Regions from separate parts of the Mus musculus genome. Here region 2 is linked to region 1. A link is a contact called in public capture Hi-C data. All regions are on one chromosome and are shown on one strand. Each heading gives the region's core, a stretch centred on a gene start, on an enhancer-like site or on the middle of the called end of the contact. The rest is flanking DNA. Distances are from core to core; before and after follow the strand shown.

Evidence for each region. Capture Hi-C pulls out chosen DNA fragments and counts their contacts.
Region 2: a contact with region 1 is called in a capture Hi-C map of embryonic tail, with 2.0 times the contacts expected there. The contact joins two enhancer-like sites. A contact is called at or near these places in 1 of 115 datasets of contacts at active chromatin or transcription factors (astrocytes) and 1 of 9 other capture datasets (embryonic tail).

Annotation. Positions count from the first base shown.
Region 1 is chr13:76,807,995-76,813,839 of GRCm38.p6, reverse strand. The region is part of intron 10 of Mctp1 (multiple C2 domains, transmembrane 1); the gene reads right to left. Among named protein-coding and RNA genes, the nearest start is that of Gm24519, 210 kb to the right of the region's middle. RefSeq lists an enhancer at 1,961-3,961. Within about 2 kb of position 3,134, at least 53 of the 459 cell types and tissues checked have an H3K27ac peak or open chromatin away from gene starts, as enhancers often do. A contact at or near this core is called in embryonic tail, where this site is marked.
Region 2 is chr13:77,259,943-77,265,787 of GRCm38.p6, reverse strand. It overlaps 2210408I21Rik (RIKEN cDNA 2210408I21 gene), which reads right to left. Exons shown (of 20, transcript NM_001145676.1): 7 at 5,720-5,845; 8 at 3,634-3,899; 9 at 2,106-2,256. Among named protein-coding and RNA genes, the nearest start is that of 2210408I21Rik, 130 kb to the right of the region's middle. Within about 2 kb of position 2,142, at least 8 of the 459 cell types and tissues checked have an H3K27ac peak or open chromatin away from gene starts, as enhancers often do. A contact at or near this core is called in embryonic tail, where this site is marked.

The sequences.
Region 1 (5,845 bases), core at 1,885-4,384:
CAGTTGAAAGTGCATTGTAATCACTTGCTAATGTCTTTTGGATGAATAACTGACAATGAAGTATCGTTCTCAACATTTGACTTTCATTCACAATAACAAGGGACAATAAATGCATAATTCATTTTTCTAATGCTTGAACCCAGCTGTAAGCTTTAAGTATTTCTTTTATTTTCTACCATTAAAGCAAAAATCCCTATTTTTAACCATGTAAGACCTTATATTTATATTTTGATGTTTATTTTATTGAATAAACTATATTATTTCAGCATGTAAATACATATGCCACAAACATTAACAATATAAAGTAATATAGCAACATATGTATATATACACACACATAAACATATATATATATATGTGTGTGTGTGTGTGTGTATACATAGAGAGACATATAAAATGTTTATGGTATTTTTGTTTATGTTCTTATATAAATGAATCAACTTGCCATCCTGGCAAGTTTGATAAGCAAGCAATCAATTATATTGTCAAAGTTATTAGTAAATAAACAGTGTGGACCAAAGACAGAGGCATGAATCGTCCTCACAGTATCCCCCATTGACATCAATCCTTAAATCACTCTCTTGGGCTTGACTGTTCAGTGATTTAGGATTCTAACTATAGGATTATACAACTCAAATCTTTCTGTAGTAAATGGCTCTCTCTTTTGCCCCTCAGAAACTCTCATAAATTCAGATATTTTCTGCAGTGTTTCTTGGACGTGAATGTCTTATTTATATAACTATATCTTAGTGTAACAAAAATTTAAAGACTAGTTTAACTTAAATCAGCAGCAGCATCTTCCAACTTCCTTAGCACTGAGGGACATCCTGAGGCTGGCTTTACATACCACAGCAGCACCTCTCTCTGTCTTTACTTGAAGGGTATTTTGTAATATTGTTTCTGTAGAACCGGTTTAATTATTTTATGGTATTTCTTCCTTTCCCATTGATAAGGAGACCAGCACTTTCTCAGCACAGAGTCCTTCACCTCTAGAGCACATCAAACCCAGTTATTAGTTTCTTTGTGATTCCCACCTACTCTTTCAGAGTAGAATCTTCTATCCATGTGACCTGCATATGAATCATACGTGATTTCTGTAATTCCATTTGTAACACTGGTTCAGAAGCAGGCTAGTCCAGCATTCATGCTAAATTATGCCTTTCCTTTATGCTTTTAACATATATTTGATAAGAATGGCTTATTGTTAAAAGGGTACTTTTCAGTTTCTGCATTTACAGTCTGAATTTTTTAAAATGCAATACTAAAAGAAAGCAAGTTCCTGGTGAGGGGAGTGTGGGACGAAAGGGGACAGAAGGCCCAACTGCCGCAGGTTCTGAAGCTTCTGTGAGCTAGTTTCATTCTTAGCAAATATCTGAAGAACCTTAATGCATATATCCCATGTGAGTTTGTACATATGGATATTTTTCTAAATCATGTACATTATCATAACAAGAATGCCTTCTGATGCTTTATGAATTAGATAAAATAGTTAATCAAAGTATACTGCTAAAAAACTTATGTAGCTTATTCAAAAGCAAATGGAGACATTAACTTATATCATGGACATAAAGCATACCTTGGAAACAGTTCAATTTTTTGATATTTATTCTTTGTATCAACAAACACAATCTTTCTTTTCTTTTTAAATTTTCTTTATTAACATTTCAAATTTTATCCCTTTTCCTCATTTCCACTTGTAAAGCCTTCCTACCCTCCACCGCCTGCTCACTAACCTACCCACTTCTGCTTCCTTGTCCTGGAATTCCCCTACACTGGAGCATCGAGCCTTCACAAGACCAAGGGTCTCTCCTCCCATTGATGACCGACTAGGCCAGCCTCTGCTGCATATGTAGCTGGAGCCATGAGTCCCATCAAGTGTACACTTTGATTGGTAGTTTAGTCCCTAGGAGCTCTGGGGTACTGGTTAGTTCATATTGTTGTTCCTCCTATGGGGCTGCCAACCCCTTCAGCTCCTTAGGTCCTTTCTCTAGCTCCTTCATTGGGGACCCTGTGCTATGTCCAATGGATGACTGTGTGCATCCATTTCTGTAACAAATATAATCTTAAGATAGTAAATAATGGCAATACCTTCATGTATTTCCTTTAGCTATAAATTATTTTACTCTCTTCTTTTATCTGCTCCATTAGGTGGAATGATGTATATTTTAAAGGCTGCATATATTCTCTTCTTCCATCATAGATTTTAACTAATGATCATAAAATGAAGACAATGCTTATTGGACACTGTCAGCATAATTACATGACAATGGCAACTACAGGTCCATGTTGCTAAAACTCATACTGCTACAATGCCATGGGGGAAACAAGCTGGCGTCCCCATTCAACAAGACAACAGGATTTGGAAAAACATTTGACACAACAACTACATGCATTTTGTACAATTTGCTAAATGAACACACTGGTTATTTTTTAAGGAGAGTGTATTATTTAAAGGCTGTTTTACATATAATATTGTATATACGATATATATTATATATATTATATCTATGTATACCTGCATGCTACTAATGTCTCCAACTGGCCATAATAGCTTTCAGGATCTGACTTGATTTTTCTCTTCTACAGCCTGCTTTTTTATTTTCTTTTTCAGAATAGACCCATAATGTTTAGGGGACATACCAAGAATAATAAATCCCAATCTCTGCATATAATATACCTTCATGACACACTCAAGCTGGAAATCATAGGAACCAATAAAAACGTAGGCAGCTACTGATAATGAGGTCAGAAATACAAATAAATTTACTTTTAATGAAGACTGGAGGCACAGTAATCACAGTGTTCAAATTCATTTCATGCATATCTCATTTGCTTCGTAGCTGATATTTACCACGCAAGTCTGTGAGAAAGTAGAGACCTAAGATGCTCCAGATAAATGGCTCAATTAATTGTACAGAGGTAGACCTCTTTGAGCTGAGCCAGAGCTGTGAGCTCTTTATTAAAAGCACTATTCTGTAGCCCCTAACCTTGTTCCTTGACTCCTCTCTGGTTTCCAATTTAAACAAGTCCCCATGCGGCCTGCTCTAAAGGGCTTTGTCTCCCTGTCATTGTTAAGAGAGCAGAGGCATCCAGGAAGTGTGAAATCAGACCTCATGAGTTGAACGGTTCCCCAGGGAACGCTGGACTGCCGCAGAAGGTCAAAGTCATGGGCCGGACCGTCTAAAAGTGTCTGATCGCTGGTCTGTGACACAGCAAGTTGGGGGTGGGGGCTAGACTGAAGAGGACTGCAATTGAACACATCTTAATTAAAGCCCACAGACAGCAAAACAAAATGTTTTCTAGGCAGCCTGTCAAATGGGGCTTAAATTTAGCTCTGCTAATGAATCTGAGCTGCTCACTGTTATTTTGTAAGATAATAAGACTCTCATCTCAGAGGCCGATTTAAAAAAAAAATCTGTAGCGTGTCTTTTTATGCTGTTTTGTTACTTAAATATTTTTCAACAATGAAGACAGTTTTCCAAAAGGAAAACATGGAAAAAAGTATATGCAAATAAAGGGGGCACTAAACATTTCTTTTTAATAACTACTTGTTTTCTAGACTATGAGGCTGATATGCTACAAGTCTTTTATGAACAGCTTAGTTTAGGGAGAAATGTTCAATTAATGGGACAATTTTAATGACTATGAATCATAACCCCCCCTTCTATTACTTTCTGAAAGAAATGGTACATTCATTTTCAAAGTCAGTTCACCTGGGATAGGACAGTTTGTGTGGGCACCCTTTAACACAGTGGCAAGGCAGAGCAGCTTCTCAAAGGTTCCCAGTTCCCCGTATCACTGTTTCTGAAGCTGACCAGCTGGTCTCCCTGGAGAGGCTGTGACCTCTTCCTCAGGAGAAAAAAAACAAAACCCACAAACGATAACAACCAAACCTCCTACAACCCTGGTAAAATGAGGAGGGGGTGTGGAACCACCACAGCCCAGGGCAAAGCTGAGAGAAGGGCTGCTGAGCAGAACTCACAATCTGGAGAAAGTGGGAGCAAGGGCTGAGAAAGAGAACTCTCCTCTTCCTTTTGAAACTTGAAAGAACTCATCATCGGTTTAAAGATAACTCACTAAATTTTCTTCAAAGAAAGTCTCACTCAATACAGAAGAAATGAACAAGTAGAAATTAGGCTCCTCTCTCTCTCTCTCTCTCTCTCTCTCTCTCTCTCTCTCTCTCTCTCTCTCTCTCTCTCACACACACACACACACACACACACACACACACACACACATACACACTCCTCAGTTGGTCTTTCTGGTCCCATAATCTGGCCAGTTTTAGGGAACATGTGATTTCATGCTGGAAAGATTATTCCCCAGTGAACAGGACCAGTCAGCCCCTAGTTTTGCTTTGATGGTACAGAGAAACAGGAACCTTTCTCTGGGCAGCTGACTTGAGGACATTGTACTTAGAAGTATTTTCAGTTACTCAAACATTTTCCCTTAAAAGAATTTAGTGCATCAAAGTTTCAAACCTTAGTGCCACTTTCTCAGGCTGTGAAAGGCTGTCCACAATTTGACTGAAATTTCAATCCACTCCTGTGCTGTGCTCAATGTGTGCATATGTGTGGGAGTTGTAAATTGAGGCCTTAACCACCAGAGTTAATCTCTTTTTTAAATCTGTATTAACCTTAATGATCTGAAGTGCACTGGCCAACACTGGGCTATTGAGACAGAAGAAAAAACTCTCCTTGACTATCAATAGTTTATTAGGGGCTTAACTGAAGTGACCTACTGTAGTTGTGTTCTGCCGAACAAGGCTATAGGCTTTTTGTGGAAAGGGAAGGAATTGAGGGTTTCATTAAAAAGTAATTTGTGCTTTCTACTCACTCATTCAAAGAGAGTCTCAATTGCTCTCTATTCACACAGAGTTAATACAGTATCACAATGTTTCTCAATGAATGTGTTGTAACAAAAGAAAAATTCTACATTTTGAAAGGAAAAAAATTCTTTGTAACTGTAGTAAGATTGATAGCTACTTAAAAGATTACAGAATCTTTCTTCCCTGTGCTCATTTAATGTTGGAATATTAAGTAAAATTGTGCTCAAATTATGTGACTGTATGCTGCAATAATTAAAAGCAATGAAAACATATATGAAAGTTGGTCACGTGTAAGTTTGTCTTGTTTGGTTTGTTTTAGAGAAAGTATTCTGATGCCAAATACCTTCTAACAATAGCTTCATTTGGACCAGGTCAAAAAATATTCCTGCTTTAGCATAGAGAATCACTCATGATTGTAAAATCCCCTATAATATTGTAGATCAGTGGTTCTCAACCTGTGAGTAACAACCCACTTGGCAAAGATCTATCTCCAAAAATATTTATATTACAATTCATAATGGTAGCATAATCACACTTATAAAGTAGCAATGAAAATAATTTTATGTTTGGGGGTCACCACAGCATAAAAAACTGTATTAAAGGGTCCTAGCATTAGGAAGGTTGAGAACCACTGCTCTGGATGGATGCTCCTTTGAAGACTTGAAGATGGAAAAATATATTTAATCCTATCTCTTTACTTTTGTTTCACATTAGGCAGAGACTTGCTGTCATGAACCACTAAGATAGATGTCAACTTTCTGAAATTCTATAAATAAAAGACAAAGCACATGAAGAGCTTATTTGTGCTCAAAATTGTTTATAATTTCAGAATTAAGGTTATTTTAATTAATGGTATATCCAGACATTTTTTACTTAAACAGATGGCCCATAATTTTTGCCACCATCACAAATGTCATAAAAACCACAGAAGGTCAAAGGATGAGCAAGGTCAAAGACTAAGTCATCCATTTTCCCCTGAATAGTTCAACATCTCTCTTGTTCAATCCAGAGCCCATT
Region 2 (5,845 bases), core at 893-3,392, 450 kb before region 1:
TCTGTAGTAGACATCTGTTATTGTAAACCCATTATAATGTAAACAGATGTGAGCGTTTGCTTAGATTATATATCAGGAAACAAGCATCTGGGCTTTATTATGGAAGCCACTCAGCATTATCTCTGAACAGGTAATTCTTTACTCTTTGATTATTGGAAAACACAAGTTACTAAATTTGAGCATAAGTCAACTATCCAGAAAGTTTAATTTTAAACATGCAGTCTCAATACCCATTGTACCATCTGAGCAAAACTTCAATGGAAAGGGCCTGGCTCTTTGGACCCTGCAGCCTGACGTATTTAGATTATAGAAATGTGTGTGTCTAGTTTACTTGCTATCATATAACATGCACAAACATGACTCCCTGGCTTGTAGATTCTTTCTGTTTTCTCTACTTCACTGTGTATGCGGGCATTGGTTTCTCTGAGATCCCTGTCCAACACTTCATTTCCAATCAGCAGTGCAACATCTCACTTTTTCTAATGTAGTCCTTTCCCACAAATCAGCTGCCATGTGGCAGAGGAGGTAAAAAGGAGTCAATAAGCAAGATGCAATCATGTCAGGTACACCACTTGTCAAAGCAGTTTAAAACCGGGGTTATTTTATGAACCATCTTATTTTTGGTAAATAGAAAACAGTATCACTTTATTTCCTCTCTACACACAAAGAACAACCATTAACTCTCAATTAAATTGTAACTACTGACCGTGTAAGTATAAGGAAGCTCAAGTGGCATGAACTCACGGGGGAACAGGTTCTCTATTTCTGTTGTTGAAGATAAAGCCTTGTCATAAGATCTAAGAGCTGTGTGTTTGTTACATGATATATATATATTTTTGGTAAATACTGGGTAACTCCAATAACAGGTTCTCAGCACATACACTTATTATTTACAGGGCACAACTATTCTAGTCCTTGATTTGCATAAGAGGAAACAAATACCCTGAGTATGTATCAAAATGATATCTATTCTTCACTGAAAACATACAAAATTGTTCATTAGTACCTGGACATATTGAAACAGTTTGAAACAAGATGGCTCCACTTTCTGTCTCAAGGCAAGTAGATTGTGCAATGCTGCCAGGAGAAGGGAGACCAATACTTTGTTTCTTATCTCAGGCTGCCAGCTGTACTGTTGCCCCTTCATCTCTTACTCTGCTCACTGCTACCACTAATGCTTGAAGTATGCTGAGTTTGAAAAATGATGTATGGATGCTCTTGCAAAGGAAAAAGTACCTGAGGAGGGCTTTAAGGAGAGAAGAGACAGCCTGAGGAGAACGGGAATGTCTTTAAGAGTTTCTCATTAGAGGCTGCTCTGTTTTAACAGCACCTATGATGTTTCAGTCACAAACACTTCCTGCGCTGGGGAATGGAAAGAGTGATTACTGAGAAAAGCCCTTTCTCTTTTTCTAAATACTCCACAGTGGCTCAGACGATCAAGGAAAATGAAGATCATAAGATGACATCCAGAAGAAAGGGTGGGATGGAAAAGCTAAGAAAGACAAGCTGGTCACTGAAACTCTTAAACCTCAAAAAATGTTAAAGATACATAAATATTTGATCCTTGTATGGAATTAATTTTAAATATTTTATCATTTGGTAGATGTTTGGATATCAAAACAAGCTGAATGAAAATAGTGAAATACAAAATGGTAAGATGCATCTTAAATGTACTCTTAAGAATTAGAAGTAAAAAATAAGCTTAAATGTAAGGCTACTTAATAATAAGCATTTATTAAACAGGGTGGAAATACACACAAGGACATGTATAACTGGTAGCTTTGGGAAAACACAAAGGATCCAGCCAGCTCTTGTTATCTCTGAGTTGTCATTGAATCTCATTTTACCCTGGTTCAGACAGTGCTGCAATCCTGCAACTCAAATTAAGTTATTTTTACTTTTAAGCAGAAGGGGAGTTCTGATGTCTAATTTATTTCAGGTTTCTAAAGAGAGTGTTTTTCCTAAGTACAAATTCAATATTTAAAAAATATTATCCTAACAGGCGTCGTGTTTTAGCAATACGGAGCTCATGCTTCTAATTAGCTAGAAAGCAGGTAGGCAGTAAAACATGTTTGTGTAAAAAGGACGAACAGTAAACTTCACACCTCATAAAAAGCTTTGTAGTCATCCCAGTGGTGGCTCTCAGCATCCTGTAAAATGCTCATAGCACAAACTCTGGCGCAGTAGTCCGTAACCTGAAACTGGACAGTGTTGATGAATTCCTGATAGCGCTGGACAGGCACCAGGAATATGGGTCTGTTCAGAGGGAATGATCAAAGAGACAGAGATTTAAGGTCTGTGCAGTAGGAGGTAACAACCCCCAGCACTAAGAATGGTTTTCATTATTAGATATCAATCATTCATTTCCCCCCAAAGCTGAAGGCTGTATCCACATTCACTTTCCAAAAAAAAAAAAAAAAAAAGTGGGTGGGGGGAGCCTTTCTTTGTTTTGCAAGTCCTTTGAAATGTACATCTGCTGTTCTACAAATATGCACTTCAACTGGAGACGAACTGTATTGTCAATAGATCATTCAAAACTTAAAGTATTCTTTGTAAGCCTATTATTAGAGATTAGTGCATTATTTAGGCATTAGGTTATCATTACTGGAGAACAACATACACTTGTCAGAATGAACTATTCTAAAGCTATCACATCTCATACACACTGTCTTTATTTTTTAAAAATTGTAATTTTGTAGATGTCAATTATCTTATAAACTGTTTTAGAATAGTCTACTGAAATGAAGCGGTTTCTGCCATATTTTGTTTATAAATTCAAGTATGAATCACAACATCTGATGACTTATGAGAATTAAAGAAATAACATAACTGTATCCTACAGTGAGCCAAATTTATTTCACTTTTATCTTCAGCTATTTATATCACACTTCTGTCTTTCATAACTTAAGAGACTATGAAGGCTGAATAAAGAATATAGAATAGATTCTTGGACTGCACTGGACTGGCAAGTCCACATGTTTATTTCAAGGAGCTATGGTAGGATTTACAAAATTCATGTGTAACCAAAACGACTACTTGATAGCACCCATGGCAATTTTTATCTCTATACAGAAAACATATTGTATTTTTAGACTACTAGTGCATGAGAATTAAGATTGGCAGATGCTTCCTCTTCAAATATTATGGATAGTTTATTACTAAATAGATGTCCTGCAATATGTTTACACTAGACACAGCGATGGATTGAAATGCATTTATTCACTCTGGCAGTTACTACCAGCTTGTTGGATTGGAAGCAGAAGCAAGAAGTGACTATTTCACAAATGGTTATATGCAGGGCAGAAATAACTTTGATCTTCCTTTCCTATGTGGTCAGTTTAATGTACAATAGGAAAAGAACAGGGTAAAATTCAGTCTTGGCATGAAACCATGCAGAACATTGTGTGCTCTTTTGTGCATGTCTCTAGTAGAGAGCGCCTTTGTTAGTATCCACACATTTGTTTGATATGACCCATATTTGACCTTTTAAACATTTCCTAATAGAGAAAGATGAAAATAATCCACCATTATTATGTGCTCCTCAGTGATTATCGTCAACATTTCAATTCTGTGAAGTCTGGAGAGTGTGTGTTTCTTAGAGCATGAACATCAGCTTCATTTAAGGACACTCACTTCTTAGTTGTCTCTTTCATCAGATTATCATAGTGAGTGAACCGCTGAGAGACATACGTTGCTGAGGACAGGATGCTGTGCAGGTTCTTCAGTGGTGCTCGGGAAGGAACCTCCTTTCCTCTCTCCTGCAGTCTTTCCAGGACAGCTGTTGCCACTTTACTGTAGGCCTCTACCAGGTTCTCTTTGATTTCCTGAGGAGAATCATCTCGGCATGCCAGGGCCAGGAGAAGCATTGTATCAAGCTTTTCTATGATGTCAGAACAAAACTAGGGAGAAATAAACGCGGCACAGAGTTATTTGTATTCTGACAGCACCATGTAATTTATATACAATGGAGCCAAATTCCTAAATAATGAATTTGGCATCAAACATAAATATAATGACACAGCTTTCTAACAATAAATTTTTTCAGTTGTAGAAAGTTAAATGTTTCTTCTCAAATAAGGAAATAGCAAAATGATGTCTCTTTATATATAACCTTCAAACCTTATGCTCACCAGACATATATTATGAAAAACTCATAGCCAGCTTTACATGACAATACTTTTATGCATAATCGATAGATATATTCTAATATTGCCTAGATAGTTTAGAAGCAACAGGAAAGATCTCATGTAATCATTTTTTTTATTGGATATTTTCTTTATATTTCAAATGTTATACCCTTTCCTGGTTTCCACTCTGAAAACCCCCTTCCCCTAGCCCCTTTCTCCCTCCCCCTGCTCACCAAACCACCCACTCCTGCTTCCTGGCCCTGGCATTCCCCTGGGCCATAGAGCCTTCACAGGATCAAGGGCCTCTCCTCTCATTGATGTCTGACCAGGCCATCCTCTGCTACATATGTAGCTGGAGCCACGAGTCCCACGATGTGTACTCTTTGGTTGGTTATTTAGTCCCTGGGAGTTGTAGGGGTTACTGGTTAGTTCATAATGTTGTCCCAGACACTATTGTGGATGCCAATAAGTGCTTGCTGACAGGAGCCTAATATAGCTCTCTTGAGAGGCTCTGCCAGTGCCTGACAAATACAGAAGTGGAATACTCTCAGCTATCAATTGGACTGAGCACAGGGTCCTCAATGAAGGATCTAGATATAAAACCCAAGGAGCTGAAGGGGTTTGCAGCCCCATAGGAGGAACAACAATATGTAATCTATTCTTATGGCTAAGGAGCCAGCATATTTCAGAAGTGTTTTGTCTGTTTTTGCTATTTAATAAGTATCTGGTCTCTTTGATGGGAGAGGGGCTGATGAGGGCTCCCCAGAAGGGTTATAGAGCCTCAGGGTGACAAAAACCCACCACTGACTGCTGAGTTTACAGTGGTTTACTGCAGAATATATGTACTGAATTACTTTACATGTTCTCAGCAGGTTCTGGTGCTTTCAAAACAGGCTAAGATAGTCACTCAGGTGGAAAGATTTTTTTTATTAGATATTTTCTTTATTTACATTTCAAATGGTATCCCCTTTCCTGGTTTCCCCTCTAAAAGCCCCCTATCCCCTACCCTATCCCCCTGCTCATCAACAGACCAACTTCCACTTCCTGGTTCTGGCATTCCTGTACCCTGGGGCATCAAGCCTTCACAGGACCAAGGGCCTCACCTCCCATTGATGACAAACAAGGCTAACCTCTGCTACATATGCAGCTGGAGCTATGGGTCCCTCCATGTGTACTCTTTGTTTAGTGGTTTAGTCCCTGGGAGCTCTGGGATTACTGGTTAGTTCATATTGTTGTTCTTCCTATGGGGCTGCAAATCCCTTCAGCTCCTTGGGAACTTTCTCTGGCACCTTCATTGGGGACCCTGTGCTTAGTCCAATGATTGGCTGAGAGCATCCACCTTTGTATTTGTCAGGCACTGGTAGAGCCTCTCAGGAGACAGCTATACCAGGCTCCTGTCAGCAAGCACTTTTTGGCATCCACAATAGTGTCTGGGTGTTTGGTGACTGTATATGAGATGGATCCTTAAGTGGGGTAGTCTATACTTTCCACATAGGTTGCTTTTACAATTCCTTCCAAAAAGGAAGAGAGTAACTATGATGTAATGCCTTAGTAAGTGGCAATGGTTTGAAGAGATCTCATCTGATACTTGCCTTGGCAACTCTCTTTGGTTGCTCCTCCTCTGGAAATATGTGACCTTCTGGACAAAGTTGTGGGACATTTACAAGGTTTATAGTGTAGCTCACAGATGAGGTCCTTTCAGTTTGTTCCTGCTGGAG